Linked DNA regions of Zea mays: all the other regions are linked to region 1. The links are chromatin contacts, called in public Hi-C maps. All regions are on one chromosome and are shown on one strand. The core of a region is the stretch at or near the end of the contact, and the rest is flanking DNA. Distances in the headings are between cores, read along the strand shown. Region 1 holds the start of LOC100279753. Region 2 holds the start of LOC542378 (protein kinase 1). Region 3 holds the start of LOC100285951.

Region 1 (4,093 bases), core at 502-3,001:
GAAACAAAACATTCAGTCAAACAAAGTTAATCAAGGAGAGGAATAAAGTAAAAAAAAGAAGCTTCCTCACGTGTCCCCAGCTCTAGCCTTCTCAACAATCTCATGCCGCAGAATGACATCAAGGGAACGAGGAAGTGATCCAGCAGGTATCTCTTTTGATGTCTCCTGCATTCTGACCCTCTGCCAATCTGTGAATTTGCTTTCCTGGCGGAGAAGGGCCCATTTTGTTCGGTTCTGGCATGTTGCATTAACGCATATTATTGGCTGTAAACAAGATACAAGAAGCCATCATTAGACACAATGCATTAGTGAGAATATAATGGGGTACATGTTCAGACGAAATACCTCAGTGTACTTGAACTGCTGCTCCACATTCTTTACAACATTGCCGCAGTCGAGGCATTTGAAGGTGCCTTGCAATAGTTCAGGCCGCACTTCACTTGTCCGTGTGACAACACCCATTACTGCTGTGAGCTTACCGATTTCGGCTGTCCCAAGCTCTCTCAGTCTGCCATAACAGTAATTTCAGTCAAATTTGATTGACTATCTTGCAATTAAGCATTCTCATAGAATTTATCAAAGGATTGCTGAAGACAATCGCTTTGCAGAATCCATGAACCATGCTAAATCACAAGCAAATAACATTTTCTTCTACTAAAATTGAAAAGGAAATAAAGAAAATAAATATAAGATCTACTGGGGCAGTAGGCTCTACTTTTTAAGCATCGGGATGTTATAGAAGGCAATGTTGATATCTTTGTTGGGGCTATCATCTGAGATGATTGGGGCACGGTTCTCGCCAGCCCGGTGTTCCAACACAAATCTCTTGCATGCATTCCATAAGTATGGTTCAAACCTGAATACAATAAAAGAGCCAGTTGTTAGAACTTACTTTGACAAATTAAGAAGGTCGCAAATGAATGTTCAAAGTTTAGCAAAAATTCTAATTTTCTAATAAATTATAATATAATAAAAGGACACATAAACAGGTTACTAGAAAGTAGAAACCGACAACAAACTACTACATTTTTGTCCAGTCTCCACAAATCCAATCAAAATATGTTGATTGTATTGAATTAAATCTAATCCAGAAATCCCCAAAGGTTAACCAAATCGCCCCACCCCCATTTCCCCCGCTTGGTGTCCATTCAAAACATGAGAATTCGGACCAGTCTCAATCTCAAATTCGAGTACCAAACCTGTCCACTTTACTTTCACAGACCAGCTTCTATCATGTCAAACCAAAATGTAAAAGGAACTTTAGTCTCACCTGAGGTACTCCTCGGAGATGGCCTTCTGGAGGACGTCGTTGAAGCGCATGACGTGCGCAAAGTCTACGTACATGGTGGTGGACTCCCGCGACCGCATAGCCTCCATCTCGGCCTCGTAGAACGGCTCCCCCGCGCCATCCGACTCCTTGAATCTGCAGGTCCAAGAACACCATACCCACCGCCTCAGTCAAACAGGCAGAACCCTAGAAGAAGAAGACATAAAAATGGCTGCTGCAGAATAGGCGGCGGCGGCGGGGGCTGACTCACCGCTTCAGGAACTCAAGGAAGATGTTCTCCACTCGCACTGCCTTCTCGTCCACGAAGAACCCACCGAACGCCTCCATCACTAACGAATGCCCCTTGTGGAAGATTCGAGGTCTGCAATAGAGCTTTGGACTGGAGATTGTCACTCTCGGCTGGAATAGGTCTAGGCCTCTAGGGAAGAAGAAGGGGGCGGCGGGTGGGGCCGGGGGAGTGGTCTTGACGGGAAGGAGGCGGCGGCTTGGCGCCAGATCTTCGCGCCAAAGGGACTCCGAGCGCAAGAGAGATGGCGTTCATTTCATGGGCTGAAGGAACGCTGATGGGGCAGGTACGGTGGGCTGCGGTGTGAAATCATAAAATGGGCTGGGATCCAATGGGCCGAAGTAATTTTGTCACACGTTGCTGACGGACAGGTAGCAGTAGCACATGGTATCGAGGTTGGATTTCCAACTCTAAACACACACATTCCCCATCCCCATTCAAAACCGTGCACTTCCTGTAGAAACTATTACTTAGATTTTTTTTGTAAAAATAATATTATATTGAATAAAACTATTATTCATTTGTAATTTTAATTTGGTCACATCATTTAAGAAGTTCCAATAAATACTATTTCAAGCATTGTATCTAATATTATCTTCCAGCAATTTACACAAGATATGTTGGTACTTAGTATATGGAAGTTGCTTTATCAGGCACTTCAAATTGTTGCTCGTCATTTGTTTAAATTCTTGAATTAGTTTTTTCTTAAATTGGTCAGTGTGCGGGCAAGGGAAAAGGCGACAATGTATATGTCGTCATGTCCAATCAAAAAGAATAAAACGTAATAAAACTCATGGGTCATGCTTTTATAATTTTGGCCCATCACTCGCCACTGCAGAAGGGTCATTCATTTTGTAAAAAATATTTAGGGCTGATTTAGTGATCAGAAAATTAAAAAGAAATAAATAACAAGGGATTTTTCTCTCTCATAGGTCCACTCTAATTTTATTGTAAAAAAATCAGCCCTTAAGATTGTTACTTGCATGAGAAACACTTCTTGTCGGGGACCATAATTAGGGGTACCCTCAAGACTCCTAATTCTCATCTGGTAACCCCCATCAGCACAAAGCTGCAAAGGCCTGATGGGTGCGATTAAGTCAGGGATCGGTCCATTCGACGGACTCGATCACGCCTCGCCCGAGCCTAGCCTCGGGCAAGGGCAGCCGACCTCGGAGGATCTCCGCCTCGCCCGAGGTCCCCCTCCAGCGACGAACATACTTCCGACTCGCCCGAGGCCCTGTCTTCGCCAAGAAGCAACCCTGACCAAATCGCCGCGCCAACCGACCAAATCGCAGGATCATTTAATGCAAAGGTGGCCTGACACCTTTATCCTGACGCGTGCCCTTCAGTCGACAGAGCCGAAGTGACCGCAGTCACTTCGCCGCTCCACTGACCGGCCTGACAGAAGGACAGCGTCGCCTGCGCCGTACCGACTGCAGTGCCACTTGACAGAGTGAGGCTGACAGGCAGTCAGGCCCGGCCTCAGGCACCATAGGAAGCTCCGCTTCGCCCGACCCAGGGCTCGGACTCGGGCTCAGCCCCTGAAGACGGCGAACTCCGCTCCGCCCGACCCAGGGCTCGGACTCGGGCTAAGCCCCGGAAGACGGCGAACTCCGCTCCGCCCGACCCAGGGCTCGGACTCGGGCTAAGCCCCGGAAGACGGCGAACTCCGCTCCGCCCGACTCAGGGCTCGGACTCGGGCTAAGCCCCGGAAGACGGCGAACTCCGCTCCGCCCGACCTAGGGCTCGGACTCGGGCTAAGCCCCGGAAGACGGCGAACTCCGCTCCGCCCGACCCAGGGCTTGGATTTGGGATCAACCCCGGAAGACGACGAACACCGCTCCGCCCGACCCCAGGGCTTGGACTCAGCCCTGGCCTCAGCTGACGGTCTCCGCCTCGCCCGACCCGGGGGCTCGGACTCGACCTCGACCACGGAAGACAGACTCGACCTCGACCTCGGAGGAGCCTCCACATCGCCCAACCTAGAGCGCAAACCAGCCACGTCAACAGGAGGCGCCATCATCACCCTACCCCAAGATGACTCAGGCCACGGGGAACAAGACCGGCGTCCCATCTGACTCGCTCCGCCAGATAGGCAATGATGGCGCCCCGCACACTCTGTGACGACGGCGGCTCTCAGCCCCCTTACGGAAGCAAGAGGACGTCAGCAAGGACTCGACAGCTCCGACAGCTGTCCTTCCTCCAGGCTCCAGCGCTCCTCCGACGGCCACGACACCACACGAACCGGGCGCCAAAACCTCTCCGGTCGCCACGATGGCGTGTACTTAGGGCGCTAGCTCTCCTCCGCTAGACACGTAGCACTCCGCTACACCCCCCATTGTACACCTAGATCCTCTCCTTACGCCTATAAAAGGAAGGACCAGGGCCCTCTTAGAGGGGGTTGGCCGCGCGGGGACGAGGACGAGACAAGCGCTCGCGTAAGGCCGCTCGCTCCCTCTCCCGCGTGGACGCTTGTAACCCCCTACTGCAAGCGCACCCGACCTGGGCGCGGGACGAAC
Region 2 (4,070 bases), core at 722-3,221, 160 kb before region 1:
GATGACCCACTCTAAGCACTCATGGTGGAGATAGGCTAACCCTTTTGCAACACCTAACGCAATGTTGAACCTTCCCTCCCAGTCCAATAAGATGTTGCCTCCTTCACTGAACAAAATGTTAGCCAGTGATCCATTCTCAACATATTCGGAGACCAACAACCTATGAGATCCCTCTGAACAGAAGCCCCATATCCTCACAAGGTTCATGTGGTTGATCCTCCCAATTACACTTAGCTCAGCCTGAAACACTTCCTTGCCTTGCCTTACATTCTCCAGCTTCTTCACAGCCACATGCCTATCATCTTCTAGGACACCTTTGTACACAGTGCCTGATTCTCCCCTCCCTAGCTCAACCTTGAATTTTCTGGTCGCCTTCACAAGTTCCCTGTAGCTGTACCTTCTAAAATTACTAGTCATTGCTTTGTAACCTTTCTCAGACGCCCATAGTTCAGATGGCCTGAGTTCTCTCTTCAAAACAAAGAACCACGCAAACGAAATGAAGGAAACTTCAACGACAAAAAATGCAGCTATGAACCCATAGAAGTAAAACCATTTCGATTCTCCTCCGCCGGTCTTGTGCACATCTGGAAACGGTTCTCTGATGCTTTTGTTCATCCGATCGCAGTCGAGACGACGGGGCACGGAATCGAACACGTCGGAACGTGGAATAAGGGCATTTGAAACACTGACCCCTGTTGGAAGCTTGAGATATATCGTTCGCACGTCAGATGTTGGGTAGGTTCTTCCACTGAAAAGATAAGCTTTTGGATAGCATGATCCTGTGCCTTCCTGATACTGAAAGCCTTTACAGGTGCAGTCACTGATGCAGATATCCCTACAAGTTCGAAGAGAAACCGACAGAAGATGTTGCTGATCCGACCCCCAAAAATCCGTATTGGGAAGTCGCACAAATCTCATAGACCTCTTGTCATAGCGGTCACAGGTTGTGTTGACAATAGCCATACAGCCTTCAGTCCAGTTACCCGGGTTCCTCGTCGCATAACCTGGTGGGCACGAACATGTAGGTGTGGGTGAGTAGTGGCAGATGCCATTAGGACCACACAAACCGTGAATATTGCAAGGCTGGGTCATTGCTACCATTGAAACTGACCATGACCCATCTGAATCGTTCATGCTGTACAGACGGAGATTGCCATCAGGGTCAAGAGTTAGCCTTCTCTTGACGCCCGGCCCTACGTCGGAGGCCACAAGCGCCTGACCATCAGCGAAGTCGCTCGAGGCAAGCACCCCGCTATCAGTAAGCATTCCTAACCTCGTACTGTTATACTGGTTCCGGCCATCCTGGTAGAGGTTCTGGTCAGGGTCTGGCCAGTATATGTCTGAGACTTGAGGCACGTGGTATATAAGCGACAGCACTGAGAGGTCGCTGAAGCGGAAGATGTAGTTACCAGGACTACGCGATTGGGTTGTGGGGACTAATCTGGTCGCAGCAGTGATGAGCTGCGTCGGCAGGAAAGTGTCCGTTGGGGAATCGAAACTCTGCCATACAGTGTTACCTCCTGAGTCCTCGATGACGAGGTTCCCGGTGTCCAGGAGCCGAGCACGCTGGACGCCGGTGAAGTTGTTGCCATCAGCTCGCCACACGGCTGCGCCGTCGTAGTCGGTGAGCACCATGTTGCCGTCCTTTTGCAGGGTTAGAGCCGACCTCCTGGCATGGACAGGGCGGTCAGGGTTTGCGCTCCACACGATGGTCTTGTTGTTGGCCGCCGCCGCCTCCGTCTTTGAGTACCATACTGAGAATGTGAAGGCATGGGTGTAGACTTCGTAGAAGCCAGAGGAGAATGTCCCGTCTGATGATTGTAAGGTGCTGGATTCGTAGGACTCGACTACGAGAGAGGAACCCAGTGGTAGGATGTCTCGGGATGATGCAGCTCTTGGAAACAGAGCGATGAAGAAGGAGAGGATGCAAGCGGTAGAGAGGAGAGCTGCAAGAGGACGAGGCATCGTTGCTGAGATGGGGTTTTGGTCGATGAACGCGCAGGCGCAGCTACTTGTATCCGTGGTGTGCCGAGTTTCTGTCTCAGTCCTGATAGCGAAACGCCATTACCTGGTCAAATTCAGAGTGCTATGGAGTTCAAGTTGTTTAAGTTTCCTTTATGCGCATTGATGGTGAAGTATACAGCAGCCATTCTAGTCAATCTTTGCTACTGCTAGAGCTCAAGAAAAGTCCATTTCTTGGACAGTGCATTGAAAAGAAAAGGATACAGTACAAGCTCAAACCTACTCCCTCTCTTTGTCTCTAAATATAATTGTCGTTTCCGTTTCCCGATAAGTTAAACAAACTATAATTTATAATACATAAATAATGTTATTAGACCATTGAATCTATTTACATAATAAATTTATTTAAAGATATAAATGTTGCTAGTATTTTTTATAAATCTAGTTAAATATAAGAAAGTTTTACAAATACGTTTTTTTTATTGCGACAGTTAATAATGGAACGGAATGAGTAGGCCTGTCACTTCACCGTTAAGAGATGATGTTTCTGTACGAATACGATTGAACATTAAAACGAATTGACCATGGTTTTCATCGCACACTTCCGGAGTCAGACGCGTCGAGGATAAGGTCAGCATGGCAGCTTTCATTTCAAGCGGTGATGTCGACGTTTTGCTGGATGCTCGTTTCCGATTAAGGGGGTGTTTGGTTGCTCCTGCTAAAGTTTAGCCCGGGTCATATTAAGCGTTTGACTTTTAAATAGGTAAATAGGAGTATGAAATATAGACCCAACCAACTGGACTAGATTCGTCGCGTCTTTTAATCTTCGGCTGACAAATTAGTTTTATAATCCGACTACATTTAATACCCGGAACGGAGGTTCAAACATTCGATGGGACAGGGGCTAAATTTTAGCGGGGTGTAACCAAACACCCCCTAAAACTATCTGTCGGCAGAGACAAAATATTATAGAAACAGAAGCTACTATGGATTAAAACTTGATAAAATGGTGTGTTATCGATTTTTAAGGACTGATCGGGTCTTTATATTTTTTTAATAATAGAATCAAGTTCCGGCTTTCCCCTCGTAACGAGGTTAGGGCCAAACAAAACACCACACTTGTGTTTACAGGACTCACGTCTGAAACAAAGTCACCATACCAATAACAAACGACTGAAGCAAGAATTTATTAGAACTGAATTCTATTAGAAAAACTCCATCCATATTTGGAATAAAACTGCATAGCCACCGTCTCAAAGCAGCGACACGCCTGATTTATCTTGTTCTTAGCTTCCTCATTGTGTAAAAACGTCCAACACCTAAGCCAGTGTGTCATCCGGAATAGTACCTGCAAAGAAGTTAACATAGTGATTTTATTAAAAACTAAATCATTTCTACTTATCCAGATAGCCCAACATGCTGCTGAAGCACCTATAATAATTAATTTCTTAGTTTTTAATGGGACCCAGTTAACCAGGCACCAAAAATATTTCTCACAGATCTTGGTTTAGATAACCCAAAGCACCACTGTACCAACCTCCAAACAAACTTTGTGAAATGGCAATCGATAAATAAGTGTTGTATACTCTCATTGGCTGTACAGAAAACACATTTCTTCTTACCATGCCAGTTTCGCTTTGCTAAGTTGTCCTTAGTTAGTACCACCCCTTTTATAAGATACCACATGAAGATCTTAATTTTCAAAGGAACCTTTAACTTCCACAAAGCTTTATTGTAAAAAACTTGTGGATTGTTTAGAAGGGCACCATACATGGATTTTACAGAGAACAAGTCCGAACTAGTCAAGTTCCATTTGAGTACATCTTTCTCATTAGTTAGCTGGATGTTAACTAAACAGGAAACCAAAGAATGCCATGAAACAAGATTGTGTCCTACTAATGCTCTTCGGAAAGAAATATTTAATGGTATAGTTTCAAAAACATTAGCCACCGTATCACTCTGTTTGCATACTAAATTATAAAGAGAAGGGTATTGGACTTTAAAGGGTTGATTCCCTATCCAAACATGTTCCCAGAATCTAATTTGTTTTCCCTCTTTGAGAATAAAAGACCCAAGACCTAGAAAGGTATCCTTTACCTTCATAAGTC
Region 3 (4,144 bases), core at 334-2,833, 180 kb after region 1:
ACCATTAATTCTGATATAGCACTTTGCTTTCTTGATCCTTTATCTTGTCTTATTTGTCCAATTTAAATGGCTATTTGACATGCTAATTACAAAAACAAAAGAATTGAATAATCTATGCTAGAGTTTGTATGAGTACTTATTCTACTTTTACCCTTGGGTAAATTTTATAGTGTTTTCATTTTACATGAAAGATTATCTATGATAATCCTTGCTCATGATATTTCATACTATGTGATCGCCTAAAATTTGATTTGTTATGTATACTTCAACTGATGCACTGGTTCTTGCTTTAAAAAATAGTGATAGCAAACATGATATGGTAGTTAGATAGCAGGGAGTCAGGTTGCTTAGCATGGCTAAGATTTGATGAATGGGATGAGATGCATTTCTGTGTTGAGTAGTGGAATCCAGTTACTTTAGTACCTAACAAACACTACAAGTTGCTAATTTTCAAACATATATTCCTACCTAGCTAGTGAAAATAAAAGAAGAAATTGTAGCCAAAAGCTTTTCATGCCATCTATATTAGCCCACACACATTTGAGGAATAGTCCATGAGTACACCGAGATGCCTAGAAAGTAACAAATGAAGCACCGCAGAACATATCCGCGAAGCAAACTCTCGCCTTGCATTTTGCATTTCCAATTTCCATGAACATTATCACAATAAAAATATCAAGCAATAAAAAGACGAGAGCACATTGCGCTATTGAAATCAACATTCCACATCAACATGTCACGGAGACGGACCAACGGAGAATTTTATAGCTATACAAATGACCTCTGAGACAAATTAAGCAACTGAACAAAATTTCAGTGACACTATAGTGGATGGATAGAAGAATACCATATTGGAGAGCCTCTTCTTGCGCCTGGTGTTCCTCTTGGCGAGGAAGTGCTACTTCCCAGCGCACCACCGCACGATCTTGCCCATCCCCATCACCGTAACCGCTTCACCAATGCCTATGGAGGTAGGGCAACAAGAAACATACCTGGACAGAGTGCAGGACACACGCTCCATTGTGCGGAAGGGGGAGGAGTCAGAAGAACAAGAGGCTGGGAGAGGAGGAATCGACACTGAGAAGCAGAGATTGGTGGAGCACGCCATTCTTGCTGCTCCCGCCTCCTCCACTCCTCTCCTTTAGCGAGACATCGTCGTCTTCCACCAATCTCTGCTAGAAGGCGACAATAGACTGGAAGAGGAGCCATAAGAGGATCAGGCACGCCCCACTGAGAGTCGTCAAAGAAAGTAAATCGCATAGGCGCCATCAAGCTCACGCATAGCGAGTGCAAGGAGGGATGGAATCACCTAGAAGTTCCAAAAGTGGGAGCCGACGAAGTCCGGGAGAACGGCGGTCGTACGAGAGCCGGCGTGCAGGAGTCCCCAGCCAGACGAAAGAACCCACGCACGGATAAACGAAGACAAGAGCACACACGTTGGTTGCCATCCAATGCTGGAACTGCTCGATGGAAGGCATGGCTGATCTGCGCCCTGACGCCCGCGAGCCGCGATGTAGGGTCGTGTCCTAGACAACCCAGCAGTGCAGATGAGCCCGCTTCGACTGACCCACGTGTTGCAGAACAGCGAGAGCGCGAGGTGGGTGGAGGTTACGGATGGCAACCGGAAATTCCCATTCTGTGAATAGCTCCCATAGCCGTCGACATAAAAATTTTCTCGTGAAAATCTTTATAAACGTTTAAGGCCTTGTTCATTTGTGCTGGATTGGTGGGTCGAAACGATTCCTAACCGAAGTGCTTCTCTAATTTATATAAACTTTGATTAGCTGCAACGATTTCAGGTGCAATCCGATAAAAACGAACAAGACCTAAGGCTAGTTTGGGAGTCACAAAACCGGAGCGGATTGGAGGGGCTAGAATCCCCTTCTTATTCAATTTTAAATAAGAAGGGGTTTGAATAAGAAGGGGCTAAAAGCTCCTCCGATTTCTGAACTCCCAAACTAGTCCTTAGGGCTAGTTTGGGAGTCCAAATGCCGGAGGGGATTGAAGGGCTAAAATCCTCTCCTTATTTTAAACTGAATAATGAGGGGATTTTAGTCCCTCCAATTCTCTTCGATTTTGTGGCTCCCAAATTAGCCCTTATAGGGGACATTTCTACCATATCCTCGTTCCTCACGGGGATAAATCCCGACGGACCGTTTAAATTATAATTAGAACATACACCATTTGTTATTAATGCAAAACATTTTTACTTATACTTATTGTTAGATGTAATAAATCATCATGTGTAAACACATTTGTCAAATGATTGATCACTTAACATGGTAACCATTTATTTTATCGTTAACTATTACACGAAAACATCATCACGTACAGGTTTAACGGGTCCCCACGGGGAACGGGGATGAAGACGAGGAAACATTTACCCGAGAAAATTTTCCCCGTTTACATCCTCGTGGGGGAAAAACTTCCCCGTCCTTATTCCCTATTGGAGGAATCCCCGCGGGGAATCGGGGATCGAAGCTCCATTGCCATCTCTAGTGGAGACGACGGTGGCGAGGGATCTGAGTAGGGGAGAGGGATCTGAGGAGGAGGTGGGTGTTGGCGGCTTTATACATCGATGGAGGTCATAGCCTAGAGGCGTGGGTCTCGCTTGTCGTCTTCATCTACGACGATGAGCCATGCTCCCTTGCCACAAGGTGGAGTAGGTCTAGGGGATCTCATGTGGTGACCATGAAGCGAGTGGTGGCAAGACAATCGAGGTGCAGCGGGGGCCAGGGATGCCGCGTTCGCGCCATGCAAATGGTGGGCAGTAGGTGTCACTGCCATCTGCGGCACCGTCATCGCCATGGGTTGTGGCTGGAGCCGGGAGGAGGGGCTACCGCATATCGAATCTTGACAGGCTAAGACTATACATGTATAGGGTGTTTTTGATAGAGCTTAGTCGTGTGATCTAGGATTTCAGAATGGCATAGTTGTTCGATGCTTATGATGGATGAACCATGGAAACCAGGAAAACGGGTGCTTTATAATAGTAGAGAGTTCACATATACTTGTCTTTTTCTGAGGTTAATGAGATCGTGTGTTTTCTTAATGCATTGATAAGCTAATGACTAGAATGGAAATGGGCTTAACCATTTTCTCTAAGTGATTTTGGTGCTTGATGACCATTACAACCTTATGGACTAACTAGTTTGCCTAGTATTTGATTCACATGTGCATAAGTCCATTCAATTCAGTTCTAAGTCAAAAACATGCAAAACCAACCAAAAAGGATAAAACCTAGAAAATATGAACTATATGTAGTTCCATGCTTTGGATAAGTTCTAAATATCCCTAGGAACCTAGTTTACACATCTAAAGAAGATGGTTAGCTAGTTTGAGCAAAAACAGGACTCTGAGTTTGAGCAAAAATAGGACTCTGAGTTAGAGAGAACAAAAAGTCCAAGAACCATGACTTAGACTAGTTGGATTGTCACTAGATATGTTTTTCTAAGTCATAGGAACACCCTCAAAGCCAGTCAAAAAGATTTGGACAAAGTAAGAAAAATTGCACTGTTGCTAGAGGCACCAGACCGGTCCGGTGGCACACCGAACCGTTCGAGAACAGGGGTTAGACTTGGTCATTTCGTCGTCGGCGCACTGGGCGGGTCTGGTGGCTATTCGGACTGAGTTCATAGAGAGCATGTAAAACATACACTATTGAAGTTGAGGCACCGAACCGTCTGACATCCCAAACGGTCGACTGTCAAGAGGAGAACGGCCACCTGCAATGACACTGTTCACGACTCGGTAGCGCACCAGACTGGCACTGTTTAGGGTCCGGTGCACTGCTTCGTAGACAACTTTTTGCCCATTTACTCTAATGTCTCTTTTGGTTGTTAGGGGGTTAGAAATACCCCCCAACCAGCACATTGAAGACACAATACTCATTCCAACCTACTACATATTAAGTGCAACCTCTTCAAGCATTCAAAGCTAATCCCGTGTCGCATTTGATCGATTTGTGTTTGAGATACTTAGCAGCTTGCGCAATTGAGAGTAGCGAGTTCTTGTGTTCTCGATTCGAGTTTTCATTCGCACTCCCTTCCTCATTCTCTTGACTGTAAAATTGAAGCAATAGACTCTGTTCTTCGTGTGGAGATCCTTGCAGGACTTGGTGTCCCTGAGATAGTGAGAAAACTCA

What was found. Hi-C and Micro-C count contacts between places; a contact is called where the count stands out from the background.
Region 2: a contact with region 1 is called in a Hi-C map of leaf, with 8 times the contacts expected there. The contact joins the promoter of LOC542378 here to the promoter of LOC100279753 in region 1. A contact is called at or near these places in 4 of 25 Hi-C or Micro-C datasets (ear, leaf and tassel).
Region 3: a Hi-C map of tassel shows a contact between it and region 1, with 3 times the contacts expected there. The contact joins the promoter of LOC100285951 here to the promoter of LOC100279753 in region 1. A contact is called at or near these places in 4 of 25 Hi-C or Micro-C datasets (bundle sheath, ear, leaf and 1 more).

Annotation. Positions count from the first base shown.
Region 1 is chr6:144,366,911-144,371,003 of Zm-B73-REFERENCE-NAM-5.0, reverse strand. It overlaps LOC100279753, which reads right to left and starts at 1,751. Exons shown (of 18, transcript NM_001360993.1): 1 at 1,539-1,751; 2 at 1,271-1,423; 3 at 716-856; 4 at 346-508; 5 at 71-264. The coding sequence starts at 1,615.
Region 2 is chr6:144,528,396-144,532,465 of Zm-B73-REFERENCE-NAM-5.0, reverse strand. LOC542378 (protein kinase 1) reads right to left here and starts at 1,971. Exons shown (of 1, transcript NM_001111954.2): 1 at 1-1,971. The coding sequence starts at 1,965.
Region 3 is chr6:144,181,855-144,185,998 of Zm-B73-REFERENCE-NAM-5.0, reverse strand. LOC100285951 reads right to left here and starts at 1,583. Exons shown (of 8, transcript NM_001413922.1): 1 at 1,310-1,583; 2 at 848-1,193.